Regions from separate parts of the Rattus norvegicus genome. Here region 1 is linked to region 2. A link is a contact called in public Hi-C data. All regions are on one chromosome and are shown on one strand. Each heading gives the region's core, a stretch centred on a gene start, on an enhancer-like site or on the middle of the called end of the contact. The rest is flanking DNA. Distances are from core to core; before and after follow the strand shown. Region 1 holds the start of Gli2 (GLI family zinc finger 2). Region 2 overlaps Gli2 (GLI family zinc finger 2).

Region 1 (5,504 bases), core at 1,593-4,092, 140 kb before region 2:
GTACGTAGAGGTCAGAGGACAATCTGCTGGAGTCTGTCCTGTCTTTCACTTATGTGAGTCCTAGGGATCCGATTAGGTCAGAGTAGATCCATAGCAAGTGCCCTGACCTCTGACCCATCTCCATGACCCTTTATCCTACATTATCCATATTGGTTTCTGTAAATTTTTCTTTTAAGTATTACTCTTTTTTTTTTTAAAGACAGGGTCTCATTATGTGTCCCTGGCTGGTCTGGAACTGGCAATGTAGACCAGGCTGGCCTCTCATCTCAGATCTGCCTGCCTCTGAAGTCTCAGGACTAAAGGCACATGCTGCCTAACTTAGGCTTCCTCTGAGATTGAAAGAGAGTCCATCCTGCAGGGAAGCTCTTTACACAGGAAGGTAAACAACTCAAAATAGCTCCAGGAAGGCCCTGGAACTTACCAGATTCACTAGGCCCCTCCCTGCCAGAGTAAATAATAAAAGTTGAGAGTCTCCCTCAAGTGAAGAAACAGAGCTGCAGAGGAGTCTCTAAGACCAGACCAGCTGCCTGAGAGAAGCAGAGACCAGCCTGGCCGTCGGGAAGAGGTTTAGCCCAACCAGACATCTGCAAAGGACACTCCGGCCTATTGAGCTGTCTGGAGGCTGTGCATGGGTTCCCAGCTTTCTGAGCTGTCACCATGCTGGGGTGGGCTTCGGTGACGCAGCTGTCTTTGAGTGATTCCCGCTCCTATGAGTAGCTCCTTGCCCATACCCTGCAAGCAAAAACCTCATTGGTTCACCAAGTCAGACTTTGGTGGTGTCCATACTTTGAACTGTTGTGGGTTCCTATCTCGGGGCTGGGGTGTGGAGAGGTAAACACGCACTGTGGCTCCCCAGGAAAAGTTTTGTCACAGCACACTACGAATCGTCATACCCCTCCAGAAAGTTTTACATTTGAGCACACTGCCACTTCCCCACTCCTTGGCTTCCAATCTGCGAGGCCTACTTTGAGGAAAACAAAGTTGGCATCAAATCGTTGTAGTATTTTATGCCTCCCCCTCCCTCAGATAAAGAAAAAAAAATAGTTGCTTCTTTCATTTGAGGGAAAGAGAAGGAAGGAAGGAAATGAAGAACGGGGACACAACACTTCCCCATCTGTTAGAAAGTGAAAGTCAAGGCCAATAAGGTGACTAGGTCAATACAGTGCTTGTGTGGGCCTGGGTTGGATTCTCAGCAGTTACAAGATGGAAGGAGGGAAACAGCCCCCTTCTGCCCTACCCTCTGACTGTTGCCAAAGGACTGTGACCTCACACCCTGCCCCATAGAATAAATACATGGAAAAAAATTTAAATGTAAAACTTAGGGGCTCAGAGGTGGACCTCGGAGGATGGCCTTGGGTTCTATTTCAAAAAGTACGGAGATACTGACTTACAGAAACAAATAAGAGTTAGGGAAGAGCCCATAGGATAATTGCCGTCCATCAAGAGGGATTGATTCAGTGAGTAAAATGGGCTGAGAAGGACCCATGTCCTCGGCAGGGTAGGATTGGTCTGGAGTCTCGGTTCTCTTGCATTTTAGACAGGAGGGGCTGGAAAGAGATGCTACCAACATCCTCACACACCTACTTAACTGTACCAACCTTAGATTACCGTGGTCAAGTTTTACAGCTTCATCAACCATCAGCCATCCATCCCACCTTTAAAAGAAGGAGAAGACCCTGTGACAAGTTAAATAATACAAAGTAACTAGAACACAGGGTTTCCACAAACGTCAGGCAGAAATATAAAGAAGTCCCATGGTCAGCTTTCTAGGAGCAGAGCCCAAGAGGAAGTGGAGTCCCATGGCTTGGGAGGGCACGGTTCTGGACTGTGTGGAAGAACCAGGGCTACTTAGGCAAACGCGTTCATGCACAGCTTCATCTACACTTTGGCCTGCAACTTCAGTGAGCCTAATTCTTCCTTCTCCCTCTGTTGAGTTCTGATTACTTCCATCTGGCTGAAGCAGCTTCAGTGGAGTCTCCGAAAAAAAAAAAAATAAAACAAAACCCCCTCACTACAAAACATATGCAGTAAGCCTAAGGCTGGCGTCATTTGTCGCCAGCGTGCTCTCAGATGGCGGCAAGAGCGAGCCTTGGCAAGGGGCGTCTGGGTTCCCCCCCCCCCCCCGCCCGGGCACCTGCACTAGCTGCACGGGCGAGGAGGGCCCGCGTGAATCCAGTCTTGCTTCCCATCCCACGTGTGTCTTCTTCCTGCTACGGCGCTGGAGGGTCAGGGAGTTTTGGGAACAACCGGCGGAGGGCTGAGGGGGCTGAGAGGAAAAGGGGAGTTCAGATATTGAAACCAGCAGTCGCAGCTCCCGAGCTCCAGAGCTCATCTGACTTGAGTTAGCAACCCCCCCACCCCGGCGCCTTAGAAAAAGTGTTTGAGACTGGCGTGTGCTCCCGTAGCTGGAACTTTCCAGTAGGAGTGCTTTATTTCCTCCGAGCTAGGTTGGAAGAATCTGCGATATTTCCAGCTCCTCTCCTCCAGAGTGGCGTCTGGGTCGTTATCCTCGCCCCCAGTCCCTAACTCCCAGGGTTCTCTGGTCCCCAACTCGAACTTTCCAGGAGGGGTGCTTTCCTTGCTGGAGCTCTAGTGGAGGGGAATCTGTGTTCGCCCTCTCGCTAGCCCCATCCAGGGTGGTGTTCCCCCCGCCCCCATCCTCAGAGGCGGGGTGCACGCGGCGGGGGCGGACAGGCTAAGGACGCGACTATCCGGGTGTGCCCGTGCTCGGCGCGCGGGGGCGCTGCGCCATCCCGGAGACGCTGATGGATTGCAGGAGTGCCGGCGTTCGCCAGCCGAGGCAGCACGGCTCCGCGGACTTTTTTTCAAACTCCTCTCATCAATGAGACTTCGAGGAGGAGCGGGAGGCGGCGGCGGCTACAGAGGACGCGGAGGAAGGCGAGGAGGAGCCAGAGGAAGGAGCGCGGGCCGTGCGTAGCTTCGCAGCCTCCGGGAGCTGCTGGCCTGGTGTCCTTTGGGACTGCCGGGTCCCCCGCCCGCCTTGGTCCCCTCTTCTGCCTGGCCAGCCCAGCCCCGGCGGCCCGAGACCCGGCACTCGGCAGCCCCACTCCAGCCAAGTTGGGATGGGGCCCTACAACCACTGCCCGGCGCCCGAGAGGCCACCTGCGTGCTAGAGGCAAACTTTTGTCTCCTCGGTAAAGTTGCATTGGCTTCCCCACCCCCTTTTTTTCTTTTCTTTTCTTCCTTTCTTCCCCCCCCCCCTTACTCTTGGTGGCGAAGCACTTCCTAGCCTGGCCAGCTTCGGCTGAGATGCTGTGAGGTTTTCGGAGTGTTGCCGGAATCGAGATCGTGACACTGATTTTAGGGGGTCGGTCAGAGAGGGCAACTCTGATTATTGCTCTGGTCCAGCAGCGGCAAGACTTAAGGAGGATCTTGGGGATCAGAACTCGTGTCTGGGGTCGATTTTATTACCGCTGCCCTCCACTTGAGGGATAGTGCTTCTTCTTGGGTTGCTCGGGTAGGCCGGTCTTTGACCGGTGGCACCGCTCGGAGCCTGAACTGTTTGGGGGCGACGTGGGGTCTGGGGTGCGCCGAAGCTCCCTTAGATGGGCAGTTGGGAGCGCGCCCGTGCGGTGTGCTGCAGCTGCCGCCGGCCACTTGGAAACTTGCAACTCCACTTCTCCGCGCTGTGAGTCCGCGTCCCTGAGCCCAGTCTTTTCTTTCTTCCTCTCTCCTTCTTTCCCCCTCGTTGAACCCTGTTGCCCCTTCCCCCCTCCACCAGTCTCTGGACCTCGGTTCTGGTTTCCTTACCTTTCTCTCTTACCCTAGGTCTCCAGATCCCCTTGACTTCTCGAATGGATCCACGTGTAATCCTTCGCCGAGGGATCGGTTCCCCCTACTCCTCGCTTTCATTCTAGCCCCCACTTAACACCCCCCAAGCAATCTCTCAACAAGTATATTTGCTGAGGAATTTGAAAAATCCACTACTGCAACTTGATCTGTGTGTGATGGATGAGGAGCGGCGCGGACAGAGTTGGGCGCCAATCCTATTAAGGGTTTAGAGAGAGGGGAACGTTTTTTTTTTTCCTCCGGGATTGGGGGGTGGGGGGAGGGACCGTGTGCTTGAGTGAGTTCGAGAGGACTCCCGCCGCGTCGGGAGCTGGAAGTCCACCCACTGGGCTTCTTTTCAGTCCCGCAGCAATTGCTCTCATTTCCTTGGAAACCTGACTTTTAGAGCTTGAGGACGCTAAGGATGGAGCCCTTGCGCTTCACCTCGAGTGACCTGGCCACAAAGACGCAATGAGTTTGTGGGGATCCCCCAGAGCGCCTCTCCTTCTAGGCTCTCTCTTTTGTGTAACTGTCCTGTGGTTCCCAGAGCTGATCCCAGTTGGAGCAGGGGTTCAAGAGACTTCTCTCAGTAGTTTCATCCCTCAGAGGCTGGGAGGGGATGGGTTCTGTACCTCTCTCTTCCCCGGTTGGGGCATCCTTCATCTTGCTGTTCGGTGGCCCGATGTCCTGGGCCCCTTGCCCCTCCGCCCTCACTGGGCGTGTGAAGGTTTAATCCCCACAGCTTCAGATAAAGGGAACAGTTGTAAAACGCTCATATGCTGTTTGCAGACGAGGCTCTGGGGGATGTTGGAGAATTTGAAAGTAAACGTTTCCCTCGCAAGCGGCATAAAATAGTGTTTAAACAAATATTGTATTGGCATGCTCCGGGGGCTCGGTGCCAGAAAAGAAAAGTAAATAAACTGTGAAATCCAAAATATACAGCACGGGGGGGGGGGTAGCGGGCGGAATAGGCGGGCTTGTCACAAGTCTCCCTGATGTTATCTGTTTGTTCTAGCCACCTCTCCTTCGACCCCCCTCCCCGCCCATTTCCTCACCTTGGCTGCGGTTTCCCTTTTTGAGTAGGCTTCCGTGTGTCTTGGGGTCTGGCCCCTTCAAGAGCTCAGTCGGTCTGGAATGGAGGAGGGAATACACTGTGTTCCTACCTGGATTGGTCTCCCTAACTAGGAGGAAACATTCTGGATGCTAGCTTGCTTTGAGTTTTGAGGCTTTTGCCTTCTTCCAGCTTCTGTTCTATCCTGGGGCCCTAATCCCAGAACGCCCAGTCTAAACCAAGCAGGCCCCTCCTGCTGAAGGTTTCACTTCTAGCATCTCTACATCTTGTTTTCCCTTTTCTCTAACTTGCTGCTTCTCTCTAGAGGGTTCCAGGATTTAGAAATGGCCTCTTCTGGATACAGTTTCTACTCAGGTGTTGCCTGCTCTACAGAGAGCTCATCTGATGAATTTTAATATTAATTACATGTAGGAAGATTTAGGATGCCCGCCCCCCAAATGCCATGAGACCTTTCCTGATCCTAGCGGGGCTTAGAGTAACACAGGAGAAGGTTCTTTGTAATAGCGAGTCCTGTAGGAGATCGGCTCTTGCTTCGCCTCCCGTGTCTGGGAAAGCAAACATCTTTTTCCTACCCAGGGCTGGGCTCATCCATGAACTAATTGGGACTGGGATTGATAAATCTACATCTGTGCTTGGGTGGGAA
Region 2 (5,188 bases), core at 2,626-5,125:
ACAAGTGGTCTTTTGACTTCCCCACATACCCTGTGGGACTCCTGAACCCCCCCACCCCACCACCACACACACACACACACACACAAGTGCACGCACGAACACACAAAGTAAATGTGATAAGAATTTAGACATACCATAATTGTGCATTTCGTGTAACTCTTCTGAGCGGCGTGAGGAAGTCTCACAACATCTTGTTTATTTATCTGATTTTTATCATTCACTTGTTTAGAGCCGCGCCTCCTGTAGCTCAGGTTAGCTTCAGACTTGGTGAGTAGACGAGGATGACCTCGAGCTTCTGGTTCTCTCATCTCCACCTTCCACGTTCTGGAATTAAAGGCGTGCCTCCCCGTTCACAAGGTGCTGGGGCTCGAACACAGGCTTCCTGCATGCCAGGCGAGAAGTCTAGGGACGGAGCCACAGCTCTAGGTCTGCGTCTCACATGAGGATCGCCTCTTTTGCTCAGTGTCTTCTCACTATGTGTCTTAGCTTCCCATTAACCACTGCTCTGCCTTCTAGTATCCCACTCCAGCAATCCTGTTTTAACTAAAAATGGCCCAAAGGCCCAGAGGAGCAACACTGGCTGTTCTGTTACAACACAGCGTTACTGTTTACCTGGACTGCCTGATTTATAAACTGCACCTTATTATAAGTATATCATGAATAGGAAAGTATAGCCTATACATACACACACGCATACACTAGATACGTACATATTTGCATGTGAGCCTTATCCTGATCTGATGTGGCGAGGACAGGTGTGGAAGGTTTTCTCGGGAGTGTGAGAGGGCAGGGACGGGGAGTGCCAAGGATGTGGGGGGTGGGGGTGGTAGAACCTGCCTGTCTGTTGAATGGGGGGTGCCCAGGACACCTGGAGCTCCTGTAAGGGAGTTACGGGAATTCAGTACCCTAACTGTGCAAGGTGCAGAGAAGCATAGGAAGTTCTCTTCCTCCTGACCTACATGCTTGCTCTGGAGATGCCAGGATGCTAAAGGAAGATACCCAGCTTCTCAGACAGGTCTTTCTTAGCAGCTGGTTCTCCATCAACACCTGCAGCTGTCGAGAGCAGGTGGTCGGATGACATGCTGGAAAACTCCACCTGGGATGTCACAGACATGACAGGATACAGAGGGCTCTCGCCACACGCATTTGGCCTTAGCCTGCAAAAGATACAGCTCATGGTTGCTCTCTTAGCTCCCCCTCCTGACCCTGGATAGATACTCCCCAGTGTAGCACTGTGTGTGTGTGTGTGTGTGTGTGTGTGTGTGTGTGTGTGTGTGTGTGTTCACACCTGTGCAAAGGTTTGGACATGTGTGTTTATGCACGCATGTGTAAGTCAATATGGGAGCCTCCCTCAATCCTACTCTACCTGGATTCCCTGTGCCTCTGCCTCCCAAGTGCTAGGATCAAATAATGTCTCTCATTGAGCCTGGAACTCCCCGATCCTGGTCATGGGATCTCTAGCACTGGGACTACAGCAAGTGCCTCTGTGCCTGGTTTTGTTTTTGTTGTTGTAGTGTGGGTTCTGGGGGATCTTAATTCAGGTCCCTGGTCTTGCACAGCAAGTATTTTCACTAACTGAGCCCTACCCCCTAGAACCCCCATCCCTCAGCACTTCTTTTCCCAGGGCCCAGGCCTGTGTTATTTCTAAGAGACCGAGCCCAGGAAAGCCACTGTTTGAGGTTAGCCTTGAGTCAACTTGTTCTGAGCACTTGGGAGCCTTTCAAAAGAGGGCGAGTGTGCACACAAATCACGATGAGGCTAATCAGAAGTTGGGGTACTTAGCGAGATGTGTACACAACAGTGCCGCACGCGCCCTTCTCCTGCGAGGGCTGTTATGTGGAGAGGGGTGCTGTTTGCCTGGTTTTTGTCCTGGACAGATTTGCATCCACTTGATGGATTGCTGGGGTCGGGGGTCTCCTCCTTGGGAAGCTGTGGAGGGTCTGCTCGGTGCAGTGGAGAAGTGCTGCCCAGTGTTTGCCCAGGTCCTTGAGATGCCAGTAGCCTTACACGGTGCTAGATCAATATGAGGAACACTTAAGCAGCTCGGGGCAGCTCTCATGAGCCTTTTTCATGGCAAGCGAGCGTCATTCTAGGGCACAGCACACAGCTCGCTCCGAGGATGCCTGGAGCCTCTTGTTTGTTTTACCAGCCGTGGTGGCCTCTTGAGTTTGCCAAAGTGATTTGGAGTGGCCCTTCCTGCCGCAGCCCTGCGTGGGCCCTCTTAAGCCCTTGCCCTATAGGCTGCCTTCTCCCTGGCTGGCTGGCAGCTGGAGAGAAGCCCCATTGGGAGCAGGCAGTGGGCTGAGGGCTTTCACAGGGAAGGGCAGCTTGCTCCTGAGAAACAGTTTCTACTGCCAAAGTGCCCTGCAGCTTGGTCTTGTGGCTGTCTGCTCCGGCAGGATGGGAGATGTTTTTGGTTTTATTGGAGGTGTTTTTCTGGGACATTTGGGACACCTGTTGATTCCATTCGATGGGACAGTGGTAGCTGAGCCCAAAGATCCTAGTCCAGTAATTCTGAATCCTCTCCCTTTTGAATGGCAGACCCTAGTGCCTTTATGCATTTACCTTCTTAACTGAATGGCTTGTTTTCTTCTGCACACACAAAAGATCCTGTGCATGTGGCCCAGGGAAGGGGTGAGCAGCAGCTATAGGCATGCGGGCTGAAGCCGTATGTTTCGCATGAAGCCTGGTGTTGGGGGGTGGGGGTAGGGGGACCCAGCCAATTTGCCTTTGGGATGGTGAAAAATGGTGAGATCTCTCCCCTCTCTCTCCTTCCCTCTCCCCCTTTCTCCCCTCTCTCCGCTCTTCCCTCTTTCCCCCTTTCTCCCTTCTCCTCTCTCCTCTCTCCCTCTCTCCTCTCTCTTGTCCTCTCCCCATCTCCTCCTCTCCTCCTCTCCCCCTCTCTCCCTCTCCCCTCCCCCACCCCATCCCCTAGACATCTGTCCTTACCCTAGTGTGACAGTCTATAGGGTCTTAGAAATGAGAGTGCACACACGCATGTGCGCGCGCACACACACACACACACACACACACACACACACACACACACACACACACACACACACAGATCAGCTTCATGGAGCTGGAGCCAGGTGGTGGGGAAGAGCTAGGACAAGCATCTTCTGCCTGTCTGAGCCACTCCAACTCGCTTCTTGGGGATTTTTTTTCTGAACAGTTCCCAGTATTGTATCTGATTATTCATTCTCTTTCAGCCCAGTTTCTTAGGCACGAGGCCCACACAGATGAAGAAGTAGAGATTGGGCATCAGCCAGTGGGGGTAGAGTGTGAACATAAATACTGCCTAGTCAGGTGCCATGATAGGTTACAGGTGACTGTCACCCAACTGTGAGTGCTGAGGTGAGGCCAAGGTGGGAGGGGCTTGGGGGGAAAGCTAGGGAGCCTTCCTGGAAGAAGTGCTGCTTGGCTTGCCTGTGGATTTGCACACTGGTATTGAGCAGAGAAGGTGTTCCTGGGGAGGCAGATTAACCGGAACTGGGCTGGGTGGTCTGAGCTGGAACTCCATCTCCGCCTGAAGAAGGGAAGAGAGATTTGGTGTCTGCTCAAGTCCCCAAGTTGTCCCCCTCTTTGTTTATGACCTCCCGAAGGTCCTCTGGTTCCACAGAGTGTGGTTGTCTCAGGAAAGGGATGTGTGAATGGAGGGATTGGGCTGTCAGGTCTGGGGTGAGTGAGGAACCGTAAGGTCACACAGTTAGTGTCCCTGCTAGACACAGAAGCTGGAGGACAGGGCCCAGCCTCTGTGTGCCCTGGGGAACATGGGGCTATAATCCCCGCTCTGCACTTCCTGCTACGCGGTTGCTGTGGAGCCTGCTGTGTGCTTGTCTGTCACCCGAGCTATTTTCACCCCCTTCTGGCCTGCTGTCAGGGCGTCTGGCACATTGTGTGGCCCAACAGGCGTGTTCTGCCCCAGCTCTGTGCAACCTCCAGTGGGTCAGCTCCATTCCCCATAGGTAACAGATGTCAGCTGACGTCCCTTACTTACCACCCCTGACAGCTTGTCCCCAATGTCCTTCAGGTGTCCCACTGTCTCCAAAACATCCCACTCTTACTCGTGTCCCTATATTGAGGTCATACTGGGGACAGAATGAGTAGACCTCCTGCAGCTTTGAATCAGTGGGTTTGGAATCTGGAGGGACATGGAGTGTTCTTCTACAAAATCACTTCCCTGAGACACGGGGACTGTGGTCTGCTTAGAGGTGCACACCGGTACTCCATGATTGACTGCTCGGCACGTCCTCAAGTGGTTTGAAAGGGTGGTTAGGTAACCGAGGATCGTCAGGGCTTCTGTTTCTTCTAGTTTTTAAATGTTGTGTTTATTATTATTATTATGTGTGCATCCATGACGTGAGGGGTACGCGTGTGCCTCGATGTACATAGAGAGGTCAGAAGACAACTCTCCTTCTACCTTTACATGCATCCCAGGGATTAAACTCTCTGGTCGGTCGCTGGATCAGGAAGCTTGTGCAGGAAGCCTTTATGGGCTGAGCCATCTTGCCAGCCCACTGGATCTCACTTTTACTGCTGCTGCTGCTGCTGCTGCTGCTGCTGCTGCTGCTGCTGGTGGTGGTGTGTGTGTGTGTTTGTGTGTGTGTCTCAAACATATGCCTACACACATGTGTGTGCACGCACACTCCCAGGGGACCTGCCTGCCCTTGCTTTTTTTCTTCTTCTTCTTCTGGGTTTGGAGCTCTATCCCTCCCTAACTTTACTGACTACCTAAGCCTGGTGTTTTTTATTCTTAGCGTCGGATAGAGAAGGGAGGGCCCTAGGTAAGCATTCAAACCCAACCCCCAAAGAGAGGGTTCATTTTCAAAAGTGGGTGGCCCCAGGACCCCCTCCCCCCCCCTCCCCGCCAGTGTGTGCCTCCCTGACAATGGAGACTCCTGCTGGGCGCCCGCAGCCTGGCAGCTGAGCCCCCTTGGAGGTTCTTCTGAGAACTGGTTCTATTCAGAGCATTACGAGGAGGTTACTTCTGGCTCAGCTCCCCCATAGAAAGCTGGGAATTGTAAGTCTTGCGTAGCCTGAAAAAGAAAGTGACAGGAGTTGGTCTAAGCCAGACAAGAACAAGTGAGTCCGCATTCAGGGCAGTGTCTGAGAAGGAATTACCAAAGGGAAAGAAAAGAAGGATGAAGAAACTTTCAGAAGCGGACCCCTGAGAGGATGGACAGGC

What was found. Hi-C and Micro-C count contacts between places; a contact is called where the count stands out from the background.
Region 1: a contact with region 2 is called in a Hi-C map of frontal cortex, with 2.2 times the contacts expected there. The contact joins the promoter of Gli2 here to the enhancer-like site in region 2. A contact is called at or near these places in 4 of 12 Hi-C or Micro-C datasets (the Rat2 cell line, frontal cortex, mammary epithelial cells and 1 more).

The regions. Positions count from the first base shown.
Region 1 is chr13:32,713,756-32,719,259 of GRCr8, reverse strand. It overlaps Gli2 (GLI family zinc finger 2), which reads left to right and starts at 2,842. Exons shown (of 14, transcript NM_001107169.2): 1 at 2,842-3,155.
Region 2 is chr13:32,578,673-32,583,860 of GRCr8, reverse strand. The region is part of intron 2 of Gli2 (GLI family zinc finger 2); the gene reads left to right. Among named protein-coding and RNA genes, the nearest start is that of Gli2, 140 kb to the left of the region's middle. Within about 2 kb of position 3,875, at least 33 of the 93 cell types and tissues checked have an H3K27ac peak or open chromatin away from gene starts, as enhancers often do.